3 separate regions of the Mus musculus genome follow, and all the other regions are linked to region 1. The links are chromatin contacts, called in public promoter capture Hi-C maps. All regions are on one chromosome and are shown on one strand. Each heading gives the region's core, a stretch centred on a gene start, on an enhancer-like site or on the middle of the called end of the contact. The rest is flanking DNA. Distances are from core to core; before and after follow the strand shown. Region 1 holds the start of Strn3 (striatin, calmodulin binding protein 3). Region 2 holds the start of Pnpla8 (patatin-like phospholipase domain containing 8). Region 3 holds the start of Mipol1 (mirror-image polydactyly 1).

Evidence for each region. Promoter capture Hi-C pulls out the DNA fragments that hold promoters and counts their contacts.
Region 2: a contact with region 1 is called in a promoter capture Hi-C map of pre-B cells, with 3 times the contacts expected there. The contact joins the promoter of Pnpla8 here to the promoter of Strn3 in region 1. A contact is called at or near these places in 3 of 39 promoter capture datasets (cranial neural crest, liver and pre-B cells).
Region 3: a contact with region 1 is called in a promoter capture Hi-C map of pre-B cells, with 4 times the contacts expected there. The contact joins the promoter of Mipol1 here to the promoter of Strn3 in region 1. A contact is called at or near these places in 1 of 39 promoter capture datasets (pre-B cells) and 1 of 484 Hi-C or Micro-C datasets (CD4 T cells).

Annotation. Positions count from the first base shown.
Region 1 is chr12:51,690,080-51,694,198 of GRCm38.p6, forward strand. Strn3 (striatin, calmodulin binding protein 3) reads right to left here and starts at 1,835. Exons shown (of 18, transcript NM_052973.2): 1 at 1,343-1,835. The coding sequence starts at 1,624. Ap4s1 (adaptor-related protein complex AP-4, sigma 1) reads left to right here and starts at 887. Exons shown (of 6, transcript NM_021710.4): 1 at 887-1,235.
Region 2 is chr12:44,267,092-44,271,210 of GRCm38.p6, forward strand. It overlaps Pnpla8 (patatin-like phospholipase domain containing 8), which reads left to right and starts at 2,063. Exons shown (of 10, transcript NM_026164.2): 1 at 2,063-2,210.
Region 3 is chr12:57,228,227-57,232,345 of GRCm38.p6, forward strand. Mipol1 (mirror-image polydactyly 1) reads left to right here and starts at 2,199. Exons shown (of 10, transcript NM_001164370.1): 1 at 2,199-2,385. Prps1l3 (phosphoribosyl pyrophosphate synthetase 1-like 3) reads left to right here and starts at 2,186. Exons shown (of 2, transcript NM_001037746.3): 1 at 2,186-2,385.

The DNA.
Region 1 (4,119 bases), core at 585-3,084:
GTCCTGGAACTCTATATAAATCAGCCTGGCCTGAACTCATGGATATTAAACATCTCCCTCCTGAGCACTGAGATTAAAGACTTATGCCTCTACACCTGGGTATTTTTAATTTTTGAATAAAATTGTTTATAGTTTGTAAATAATCAGGTCAGAAATAAATTAATCAATGTAATTAAAAAGTTTACTATTCGACACCAAACTGAAGACTCATATTTATTTGAGGATACCTTTTCTACATTCATTAATCACGCTGTTGTTTCAACATTATTTCTCACCAAAGTTATTGTGTGTGTGTGTGTATAATAACGAACAATATTGCTTATGTCGAAATTTATAAGTCTGAAAAACAGGTGCAACGCTTAATTAGATACACGCTTTTTTTCTTCTAAGCTTAAATTAAACCCTGGAAAGGAACTTAAAACTAAACGCAGTCATCCTCCAGCTTGAATAATCCTTTCAAACAGATGCAGCAATTTTAAAAATTCAAGGCATGAACCCGCAACTGTCACCTTCCAAAAGTTAGGATAACCCAAGTCTGTCAGAGGATCACATTAAGTGGACATTTAACTCCGTTTTAGCTTGTACTAAGCGATAAGTACGGTCTACTTCAAATTAAGACCAATTCTTTCCGCAGACATTTCCTAAATACTGTACTGACAGCCCAGCTTTGCTTTGCATCAGTAAAAACATGAATATAGTAGGGAACTCTAGAGAAGCCGACTCAAGAGAGAAATATTCAGTTAAAGTGTTGATGAATCAGTAAGCGCTAAAGGAAATCCAAGTGAGTAGAGCGGCATCGCAGGTACTTAAAGGAGTTGAGGATGGGAAGGCAAACTTGTCCGGCCGGCCGCGAGCCATTGTGCGCGGCGGTAGCCCGAAGCGGCGTGGCTGTCAAGGGGCAAGTGCGTACCGAGGCGCGGGGGAGGGGGCAGGACGCCACATCGGAAGGGGGTGCAGGAGCCAGGAGGCAAAGACGCTCATCCCAGGCCCTCTCCGCGTGGCCTCACCCTCAAGGGGACCCACAAGCGCAAACTCAGTGCCTAGCGGGCCCACGCCAGACTCTCGCCCAGAGGCGCTGGGCCCAAACCCCGGAGGCCCAGGAGAGGTGGCTCCGGAGGAGCCCTGCGGACGCCATGCTAAAAGCCAAAATGGCTGCCCCAAGGATGCCCGCAGCGCGCCGCCCGTGAGGAGGGAGCCGGGCGCGCCGTCACCGCTCGCCGGCCGGAGCGGCTCAGGTAGGTCCCCTCCGCCCTTGAGGGCACGGGCCTCAGCCCCGGCCCCACCCCCGCGGCCCGTGGCCCCGGCCCCAGCTCGCAGTCGAGAGGGGTGACGGGTGACGTACCTGCAGCTCGGCCCGCTCCACCTCCCAGTGCGCCCGCTCCATCTCGAAGCGAGCCCACTCGTGCTGGATGTAGTGTAGGATCCCCGGGATCGTGTACTGTTGCGGCCGGGACAGCTCCGGGCCTGCCGGGGGCCCCGCCGCCTCGGCGGCCGGAGGACCCCCGCCGCCCGGCGCTCCGTTCGCTCCCGGCGGCAGGCTCAGGTTCCCCCCGGGTCCCTGCTGCGGCCGGGGAGGGGCTGCCATCCCCTGGCCGCCGCCGCCGCCTCCGGCCAGCTCGTCCATTGTGTGTGGGGCCCCGGCCGGGGCGCAGTGCCAGACGCCGACAGCTGCGGGGAGGGCCGGGACGGTGGCCCCGCGCCGACCGCAGGGCGGGGGGCCGGCCGGGAGACGGCCGGGGAGGGGGTCGTTGCCGTGTGCTTGCCGCGGATCAGAGCAGGGAGCTGCCGGCCGCCGCCATTACGGTACCTCCTCCATCTGCCCGTCTCACTCACTCACTTTGGGGGAGAGGGGGGCCGCGGCGGGAGGAGGAGGAGGGACGGAGGAGGAGGAGGAGGGACGGAGGGCCGCCGCTCGCGCACGGCACGCTGGGTAGAGAACGCCGCTGCAAGCCGCACTCCGGAGAGCCAAAAAGAGTCCGGCCTCACCCCACGCAGGCGCACTGAGGATGGACCGCTCTTCGGGAGGCGGGGAAAGGCCTGGGCCCCGCCCCAACTCGGGCGCCGGGCCCCAGCTTTTCTACGCCTGTGGAATCTGGATGCTGCCTTGACTTTGGGGAAGCGCGTGGGCGTCGGGCTTCCGGGTCGTTTTCCTCACGCACGTATCCTTAGGGGCAGCGTGGGTCTCAGCTGAGGGCCTGGGCTCTGGAGCTGCGTGCAAGGCGTCCTCCGTACTGCCCTGGAATTCCTGACGTTTCTCTAGAATTCCTGGCGTGTTTTGCTCAGTCCCAGAGGGTCGGGCCTCTTTTCTGCCTGTCACTCACTTGACCTCTGGTTTCGTGGCACCAGTCAGTCTGCAGGATTCTGGAGACGTCTACGTTTGGCAAATAGCCCAGATTCTTCCGGACTTTCTCACTGGCTCCTGGGCTTCGTCGCAACCTGCTTCTTTGGTCCCACTTCGGTGCTCCTGGCCGCCCGTTGTAACTTCTTAAGTCTTTATTATTCTGAGATTCTCTGTGTTTGAGCTATTGCTTTTTTTTTTTTTTTTTTTTTTTTTTTTTTTTTTTTCCTGAAGAAGTTGTGATATCTTGAATTCTTGAGAATAGTGGGTTGGATGGCAAACGATAACTTTCAAAGAGACTGATGTTTAGAAGTCAATGAACGCAGATATTGTCATTAGTGGCAGAAATTTTGATCGAAACAAAATGAAAGTATTGTAAATAGAACTTAAGATGAACTAAATCAACACAACGATATCTTTCTTCATCATTAAATGGTTTTAGAATGAAATACTACATACACAAAGGGTCAGTTTTTAGGTGCTATAGTGTGCATTTTTCTGTAAGTTCTTTTTTTGGTTTTTTCGAGACAGGGTTTCTCTGTATAGCCCTGGCTGAACTGGAACTCACTTTGTAGACCAGGCTGGCCTCGAACTCAGAAATCCGCCTGCCTCTGCCACCCGAGTGCTGGGATGAGAGGCGTGCCACCACGCCCGGCTTTCTGTAAGTTGAGGTAACAGCCTGGCTACCGGGCTTGGTGAACCATGTCTTTAATCCCAGCACTCGGGAGGCAGAGGTAGACAACCTGATCTCTGGGTTTCGTTTCAGACCAGCTTGGTCTGCAGAGTTCCCAGACAGCCAGGACAACAGAGAAACCCTGTCTGGAAAAGCCAAAAAAGGAAAGAAGAAGAAGGAAAAAAAAAACAAAAAACCTAATAACCTATGTAACAGCAAATGAAAAGAAAAATACACAGTACTTACAGCTATACAAGAAATAGTATATAAAATTGGTTATGTTTTTAAACTTTTATTTTCACTCTGAAAGCCTATTCAAATTTTCACATTGGAGCATATAAGTGACTTCATATAACTTCAGAGAGAAAAAGAAATACATTTTATTTTGTCATGTCTGCTGTGTTATAAAGAACTAATTCGATCTGTTACACTTATTACCATATTTATGAAATGTAGTCTTTAGTAAATGAAGAAATGAGGCTGGAGAGATGGCTCAGCAGTTAAGAGCACTGACTGCTCTCCTAGGCGTCCTGAGTTCAGTTCCCAGCGACCACAGTGACTCACAGCCATCTGAAATGGGATACAGTGCTCTCTTCTGGTGTGTCTGAGAGAGCAACAGTGTACTCACATAAGTAAATACATCTTTTTTTTTATATGAAGAAATAGTACTGTTATCTAAGAGTTATTGACAATCAGCATACAGCTGGCTCAAGCAGTCCCATTCCTTAAGAAAGAACACATAAAAAGCTCAGAAAAACTTACATCCTGGGTACCTATTTTATGAACACAAGGAAGCTTTTAGGGATCTGAAGCCCACATGGCTGGTGATTATGTCAAAAGAGCAAGTTGCACATTTATATTTCTCATTTCACACTTCAGCTCACAGGAAGGTTGCCCCCCACCTACCCTGCAAAAAGATAACTGTTGTTCTTCTATTGTCTGTCTTAAGTGGAGACAGGCAGATCTTTGAGTTTGAGGCCAGCCTGGTCTACAAAGCCAGTTCCAGAATAGCCAGGACTGTTACACAAGGAAACCCTGTCTCAACAAAGAAACAGAAACAAATAGCAAAGTTTTCTGCTCTGCTGAGATGATGTTTTACACTGTTAAC
Region 2 (4,119 bases), core at 813-3,312, 7.4 Mb before region 1:
GCAGTGAGGGCTAGAGGTGAAGCAAGTTTAAGTACAATAAATGGTTTGCTCTATGGGAGCAGGAAGAGTTTCTTGGTTTAAGTACAAATCTGAAGGCTAGGACAGGAGGAAATCTGAGCCAAGAGCATGTACAGAGGCACTAATTATGAAAAGGCTCAATGTTTATGGTAAAATAATGGTGTTTCTGGAAGGTAAAAAATACTGGGCAAGGGGTGAGAAGCCACACAGTTAAAGCTTGTCACATCCCTGTGGTTTACCGAAGAAGTGCTCCTGGCCCAATCTTTCTGCTCTGGGAAAACACATGATCATTTTGCAATTCTGAAAGATAACTTTCCCTGCAGAAGAGACTGGGTTAGAGGTTAGTTACAAACTGTAGAACCAGTTTATGTGAGACTGACATACAGCAAGCTCTACACTAAGGAAAAAGGAGGGCGAGAGCACAGAGCTGAAGAAATTGTAAGAGATGGTAAAGGAAGATCCATTAAGCTTTATTTCTGATTAGAGGTAAAATTACTGACAAGGGAAGGAGAGGAGGAATTGACAGTTGCATGGAAATTTCTAACATAGGAAGAAAATCTGGGTATATTATCTAACTTAAGGAATTACATTATTAAACATTAGAAACAAAGGGAGAAGGCATGGTGAGTTACTGACTGCTTGACCAAGATTTAGTTAGGTTCCTTTTATGACTTTTCACAGTACCTGTCATCTTTTGGCCTCTGCCTTGGACCTATCTAAGTCCAGTGTTAGGAGGAATCGTCTAAGTTGATATGAAATTAATCCCCACTCTTGGTATCTGGTCATTCTCATCTTCTCTCACCAAGAATCTGCTTCTTTTCAGCAAGAATGTCTGTTACCTTTGACGTGATGTCATTTCTTAGTAATCTTCCATCCAATGACCACCCCCTTTGCCTACTGTTCTAAACTCTACTCTTTGTTGTGTCAGAACCTGGAGCTGACAGCTCACTATGGTAATAGTTCTGACCTTCTACCATTTCAATAGTGTCAGGGTATTTTAATATTAGTAAATTAATAATAAAAAAATCAAGAGCTAAAGTTATTTCCAAGCCTTTCTTAATTTTTGGAGTACATATTTGAGCTGTTGTGAGGCTATTTAACAGCTAATACACTGCTAGGGTTTACCAGACAGTATGGTAGACACAACCCAATATCATGTGTTAACCAAATGCCTAGTATGCTCATTTACTCTTTTTTCTTTTTTTTCTTTAATTTTTAGGGGAAAGAAACGTCAAGGTCTCCTCATGTAGCCTGCTCTCGCCTCGAGTTTATAGGCCTACTACATTTTTTACCTTTGTAATGTTTAACCTCTGTAATCCAAAGCCCCTTAATTAAAAACTGTCAGTGAATCTGGCAGCACATGTAATGCCCTTCCTAAAGGGCTTTACAATCATTTTCATTTTAAGGGCTGGCCCTCTGCTACTCTTGAAGGTGAACACTGAGGTCCTAATCTGATGGTCTAGTTAACTAGATAGCACTAGACCTGTGGCGGGTTGTAGTTTGCCTCCCTGGTATACAAAAATTTCAACGTGTTGATTACAAGACCATCAAAGGGGTAGTACACGCTAACTCCCACAAGATGGTATATGACAAAGAGCTTTTAAGTTGACAGACCCCGTAGCTGTTCTAGAAACAAAGAGGAGGTATCACCACAGCAGGATCACAGGGTCCAGCCAGGCTGCTCACATCCAGGCTGCGGTTAAAGCGGTTCCCTGGAACCTAGGCAACACAGCGCGCGCAGAGTCTTCTGGCACGCTCAGCCCAGCTGAACTTATTTCTGAACTATTGGTAACCCGCAAGCAAGCAACCAGGCACTCTACTCTGAGACAGCGCTGAGATTAAAAGCCATTGATCTCCGCCTAACCGTCACAACAGATCATAAAAGTAGCACTTGCCCCTTCCGAAGCGGTGCCTCTCCCAAGCACTCAGCTCCAACAAACTCCCCGCCCCTCCCTCTCTCCACAGCCACGCCCTATTACGTAGGCTTAGGAGGGCAGAAGGCAGAAAAACAGGCCCTAGAGCTTGCGTCACTTCCGCTGGGGGCGGGGCGTAGCGGTGGGTGGTGCTGGTCACGCCAGTGTTTGGGGTCCGGGCGCCGCAGCTGCGAGCAGGCCGGGCGGGCCGATGCGGACCTCAGAGCTGGCGGGAGGCGAGTGGCGGCCGCGGCGCCCGTGACTACTGCCTGCGTCCCGGTGAGTGGCCGGAAGGCGGCGGGGTGGCAGGTGGCCTCCGTGGCGTGGGCGCTTCGCCGGGCTCTCCCGCGGGCGTTTCGGAGGCCCGATACGCAGGCCTCGGGGTCCTGGCGGGCGCTTGGCCCCGACGCCCCGATGCCGCGGGCGTGGCCGCCGGGTGTTTTGGTTGGTTGCGCCCCGCCCCCGCCGGTGGTCCCGCCCAGCCCCTCTCTGCAGTGGCACGCCGGGTCCTGAATGGGCTGTTCTCTGGCAGATCACTGGAGACGCGACGTTTTCTCTGATCTACCTCGACCTTGACTGGGCAGCGTGTGCTTTGTGTTTTGGTGGCTGGATATTTTTACTTCTCAGCGATTTGCTTTTTCTTCCCGTCCTATCCCAGTGCGCTGTTGCTTAAGCAGAACCAGATGCGCGTCCCTTTTAAAAGATGAAAAAAACTGTATGAGTCAGCAGGTTGCAGAGCCTCTTGTCACTGTCATTTCTGTCATGATGCTGGGGGCGGGGCGGGGGGTGGTACGACCAGTTTTCACGCCCATTACAGCAATAACTTTAAAGAAAAGTGACCTTCAAGGAATATCTTAGGAGATAGATGTGACATAAGCGGCTATCCTAGAATGCATTTAAAATTACCATTTTCATTTCCAAGTTGTATTATGGACCGAATTCCTGATTGTCAAAAATATATTTCAGGTTCTCAAGGCGGTTCATTACCACAAGGAAATGGGAAGAATGTTTTTAAAAAGTGAGGATTATTATAAAAGTACATAAGAGTGAATTGAAAAGCTTATGTTTTAGTGAAGCAGTCAGTTGTACCAAATTCCATATAGCTATTTTGTGAAATTCGGTATGCATATTAGATGAATCTCCAATATAAAGACCTCGCTTCATAGTTTTTGCTAATTGTTCTATTCTCTATCTTGTTTTGTATTTCTCCATCTAATTTTAAAATCTTGGTAACAGTGGCCCTCTTCATAATGATGTCAGATTAGTGAAAAGGTCAGCTGCACTAGTCTATATTAATACATCCATACTTTCCCATGCAGAATTGATACAAGAACAGTCTGTACTTGAAGTTGTTTTTTTCAGCCAGTAAAGATGGGATTTGTTACTTTATTTGGGGCACATAACGTTTGTGCAAAGGTCAGAGCTAGACTCTTGTTTCACCTCCAGTTCCAACTCACTCCCAATCGCTTGTATTTTATTCGGTTTACTATCCTTTGCTTTTAAGAGGATCCTTTCCTTCAGTGCTTCCTGGTTTGCTTGAGTGCTTTTCTTCCTGTTCCTAACTTTGGGTACCACTCAAAGTTCTATCCACATTGTTCTCCTCAAAACAAATTTAACTTTTTGAAACCAAAGTCATACATAAATATCCTGAAATGTCAAGGAAATTATAGGGTGCATTTATTTGTAGCTGAGCATTTTAAAAAAGAAAGAAGCTTATTTTTGTTAAGTCCTGGGTATCCAAATACTGCAGGCCATCTCATTTGGCCTTGAGGGTCCAGTTGTTATTGTGTTGCATTTTGTCATACATAAATGTAGTCTCTCTATTTCTATTTCAGTGCCCTGTCATTACTGCATTCTGTAAATATGGAAGAAAATATAGTTTCTTCTATGTTAAGCTGACCCCTTTCCAGGTCTTTCATATTCACAAGTGGCATTTTCACTCCATGTCTGATTTGAAAACTTAAGAGTTTTCTTGACAACTTCTCCTTAACAAGTCCTGTTTTTTTTTTTTAATTATTTTTGTCTTTAATATGTGTAGATGTATGTGTGTGTTTATAGTTAATGAAGTCATGAGTGCAAGTGCCTGCAGAAACAGAAAGAAGATGTCAGATCTCCTGGGAAGTGCAGACAGTTGTGAGCTGGCAGCTGAAAGGAGCCTAATCTGGGTTCTGGGATCCAAGCTCCAGGC
Region 3 (4,119 bases), core at 949-3,448, 5.5 Mb after region 1:
TATGAAAAATGTGCCATTTTGTGAGCAAGTTTAAAGCTGCAGACAAGAAATGGCTGCTGACAAAACAGCTGTGATCATTAAAGAGATCTGTGGCACTAAATAGAAATCTACTCTGCACTGGGACAATAGCAAAGGTGTCCTGTGGGTAAGACCCAACCATCAAAGGCTCCAACTTGAGAATTTGCAAATTCATCTGAATGGAGAGAGGGTGAACTGAGAATACCACTCTCTGCATAAAACAAGCACCCATTACAATGTTTTCTCAGATCAGCCTTAAAAGTACACAGTGGCCACTGCACCTCTATTCCAAAATGGCCAAGAACTTGGCAGCTTTGTCTGAGTGGCACTGATTATCAGGCATGAAAGATGCCACATGAAAGATGCTGGTCTCCTCAGCTTTCTGGAACGTTATAGCACAGGCCTGCACAAATCCCTTCACACCTGAAGAGGTCCAGAGAGGCTCTTGTATGACGCTTGGGAGGTGATGTTGGAGATACTACAACTGTGGGACATCCACTGAGGTGCAGGTGTGGATGGAAGGCTACATGACTTATAGGCAAGAGAGCTAGTGCCCACAGGGTTGTGCAAGCTTATTGGAGTCCAAAGAATTCCAGCTGTTGAATATGGAGCTTCAAGATTTTATGTCTGCTGTGCTGAATTTCAGTGTTTTTCTTACTTGATCTTCCCTTGCTATCTTAATCTCTGGAACACTACTGTATACTGAAAGTACACAATTTTTCATTTTATGGGGGCTCATTTTTTTCTTTTTTGTTTTTTTGAGACAGTTTCTCTGTAGCCCTGGCTGTCCTGGAACTCACTTTGTAGACCAGGCTGGCCTTGAGCCCAGAAATCCGCCTGCCTCTGCCTCCCAAGTGCTGGATTAAAGGTGTGTGCCACCACTGCCCTGCTAGGGCTCATTGTTTAGAAGTTAGTGTGGCCTCTTTTTTGGAAACTTTTGCTATGTATCCCAGGCTGTCCTGGAATTCACGTTCACTCTTCAAAGGTTCAGAATTACAGATGTGTACCACCATAATCATATTTTTTTAGTGGTGGTTTGTTTACATAAAAATATGATTCAACTCCGACTAATGTAAAGTAATAAATAAAATTTAAAAATGCATTTAAAGCCTGAATCTGTCACAAGTCACTAGTACTAGTCATTAGTTACATAAATAATGAAACTTTTTCTTTTTAGTATTATGCTCTATTTATTCCAAATAATTTCCATCTGGTCATCTCATCCTTTTTTTCCATGCTTCATTCCTCCTGTCACCTACTTTGTGGAGTATGTGGCACTTCTGAAAGGTGAACCTTTGCTAGAGGAAATGGGTCACTGCTTTTTGGTTATAGAGCCCAGCTCCATTTTCTATTCTCTTGTTTTTTGACTGGATGGCTAGCCACTTTGCCATCCTGCCTTTATTAGCATGGTGGACACGGATCTCGTATTGCTATAAGCCAAAATAAAGTCTTTCACGAACTTTGTCTATTAATTCAGAAAATAAATATAATTTTCTGCTGTGGGTGTAAAAAATTACTATTATTACTGTTACCCCAGCATCCAGAAGACTACTTGGCATGTAGTATGCCCTCAATAAATAGATAAGTTAGAGTGACTTCAATAGCTCAACACTAAATTACCAGAGCATCAGTGGCTAGGGTGGGGTGCAGGAGTTCTAGATTAGATAGGGCAGCATAGGGACACTACTTCTCTTTCTTTAAAAGGAGAAAAATATTCGAATATTATCAGCTATATCATCTAATAGAATTCCACATTACTCCTATACTTCGCTTTAAAAATATCCCTGGCGTTCAGCCCTTTCTTTTAAGTTCTGCGATTGAACATTCTGAGTACACCCTTTCTAGTCCTGAAGTCAAAATGTCACCAGCCTTAAAGCTTTTCTGAAACCATTGGCCGATGTCTAAGTCTCACTCTGGCTCACTTCGCAGGACCTTTCCTTCTGTCCCCGCAAAGCACTGCGCACAGAAGGAAACCACTGCCCAGTGAAGATACTCCATGGGATGAGCCCGAGAACCACACATTTCCCCAGTTAGCGCGCACTGGTTGTCAGCTCCTCCCACAGAACGCGACCTCGAGGTCGCCTTCCTTTCCAGCAGCCCGGAACCATCCTTGAGCCCTCCAGCTCGCCGGAAGCCCCGCCCCGTCCCGCCCCGCCCCGCGGCAGCCAGCGGACTCGCGCATGCTCGCTGCGCGCAGCCTCGTCCCCGCGTGCTCTCGCGCGCTTCCTCTCGCCCGCTCTGCTCTTTTTGGTTACTCAGGGGCACGCGCAGCGTTTCGCGCGACGATTGGCTGCCTCGGTGGCGGCGCCACAGGACCGGGCAACTACGCGAGCGGAGTGGGCGCTTAAGGATCCCGCGGCTCCTCAGGTAACGGCGTGGACCGGGAGCGGCTGGGGGAGGGGGGAGAACCTCAGGGTGGCCTGCAGCCCGCCCGGGACTTCCGGCCGCGGCCCCTGGAGGTGCAGGAGCGCTGCGTGGCCCGCGTCGCGGCGTCCTCAGGTGACAACACCGCTCCTTCTCCAGGTTTCGGCCTCATGGCGTCATAGTCTTTCAAAAGTTAAGAAGGGACGAACAATGACTCGGAAGTGTGGGCTGTTTTTCCTCTAAGCTTTGACGAGTTAGGGTTTCAGTCCTGGCGGGACCGCGGATCCACTCTGTGCTTTTGCGGGACACTTGAGCGATTCACAGTTCTCACCCTTCAAAGTGCGAGCAAAAACCCCAGTGTAGTTCAGTATGCCCGGCGCCTACATTAGTAAGATGCAGCTGCAAACTCTGCCTTCACTACATTCAAGATTTGGCTTTTCTTTTTTTTCTTTTTCTTTTTGGTTTTTTTTTCGAGACAGGGTTTCTTTGTATAGCCCTGGCTGTCCTGGAGCTCACTTTGTAGACCAGGCTGGCCTCGAACTCAGAAATCCGCCTGCCTCTGCCTCCCGAGTGCTGGGATTAAAGGTGTGCGCCACCATCGCCCGGCCAAGAGCTGGCTTTTCTAACTGGAGGATGACACCACCCAGTGGTATTGGTGAAGTACTTGAAGTTGGACACTACAAGATAGAAGAATAGACTAGGTTTCTAAGAGAATAGGCCTTTGGAAGGGCTCCTTGAGCGTTTTGATGTCCGTTAATTCCCGATGGTGGTAGACAGCTAAAGAAGGACAGTTTTAACCTGTCTCACGAGTTACCTCACTTTGCAAAGTTTCGTATTGCCATCTGGAATGAACCTCACATCAAAGGACAGTTAGTTACATAATCATTACATAGGCTATCATCCCGTACCTCAATGTGCCTCAAACTAGAGTGACTTGAGAGGAGGGTAGTTAAAGGAGGAATTGCCTCCATCAGATTGGGAACATTTTCTTGATTAATGATTGATATGAGAGGGCCCAGATCACTGGGTTTTTTCAGCCCCAGGCAGGTTGGACCGCAGTTGTTAAGGAAGCAAACCAAGCATGCTATGGAGAGCAAGCCAGTAAGCAAGGTTACTCCCTGGTCTCTGCTTCAGTTCCTGTTTCCAGGTTCCAGCCTTGAGCTCTTTGCCTTGTTGCCCTGGATGGCGATGGATGCTGACCCTCCACTATGTTTGTTTTTGGTCATGGTAGTCTTGTCAAATTGAAAGAAACCAACCTAGATCCAATCCTATGAAAATAATATAGCAATATATATATGTATATACTTTAAAGATTTATGTATGTGAATAAACTGTTGCTCTCTTTAGACACACCATAAGAGGGCATCAGATCCTATTACAAATGGTTGTGAGCTACCATGTAGTTGTTAGGAATTGAACTCAGGACTTCTGGAAGAGTCAGTGCGTTTAACCACTGAGCCATCTCTACAGCCCAAGCAATATATTTATTTAATGGAGGCAAAGTTTGTAAAAGTGAGATAATATGAATTATTTCACTAGATAAAAGTAATAATGGCAAAACAAATATGAATAGGACATGTACATTATTCTTCAAAGACAGTATAAAATAAAAATCTTTGTGTGATAAGTTTGAAAGCTTAATAAACATACAAAACCATGCTTAAGTCCTGTGTACAATTTATTGCATTTTCATGAAGTATAATTATGTCTTGAAATTTAATTTTAATATATATATAG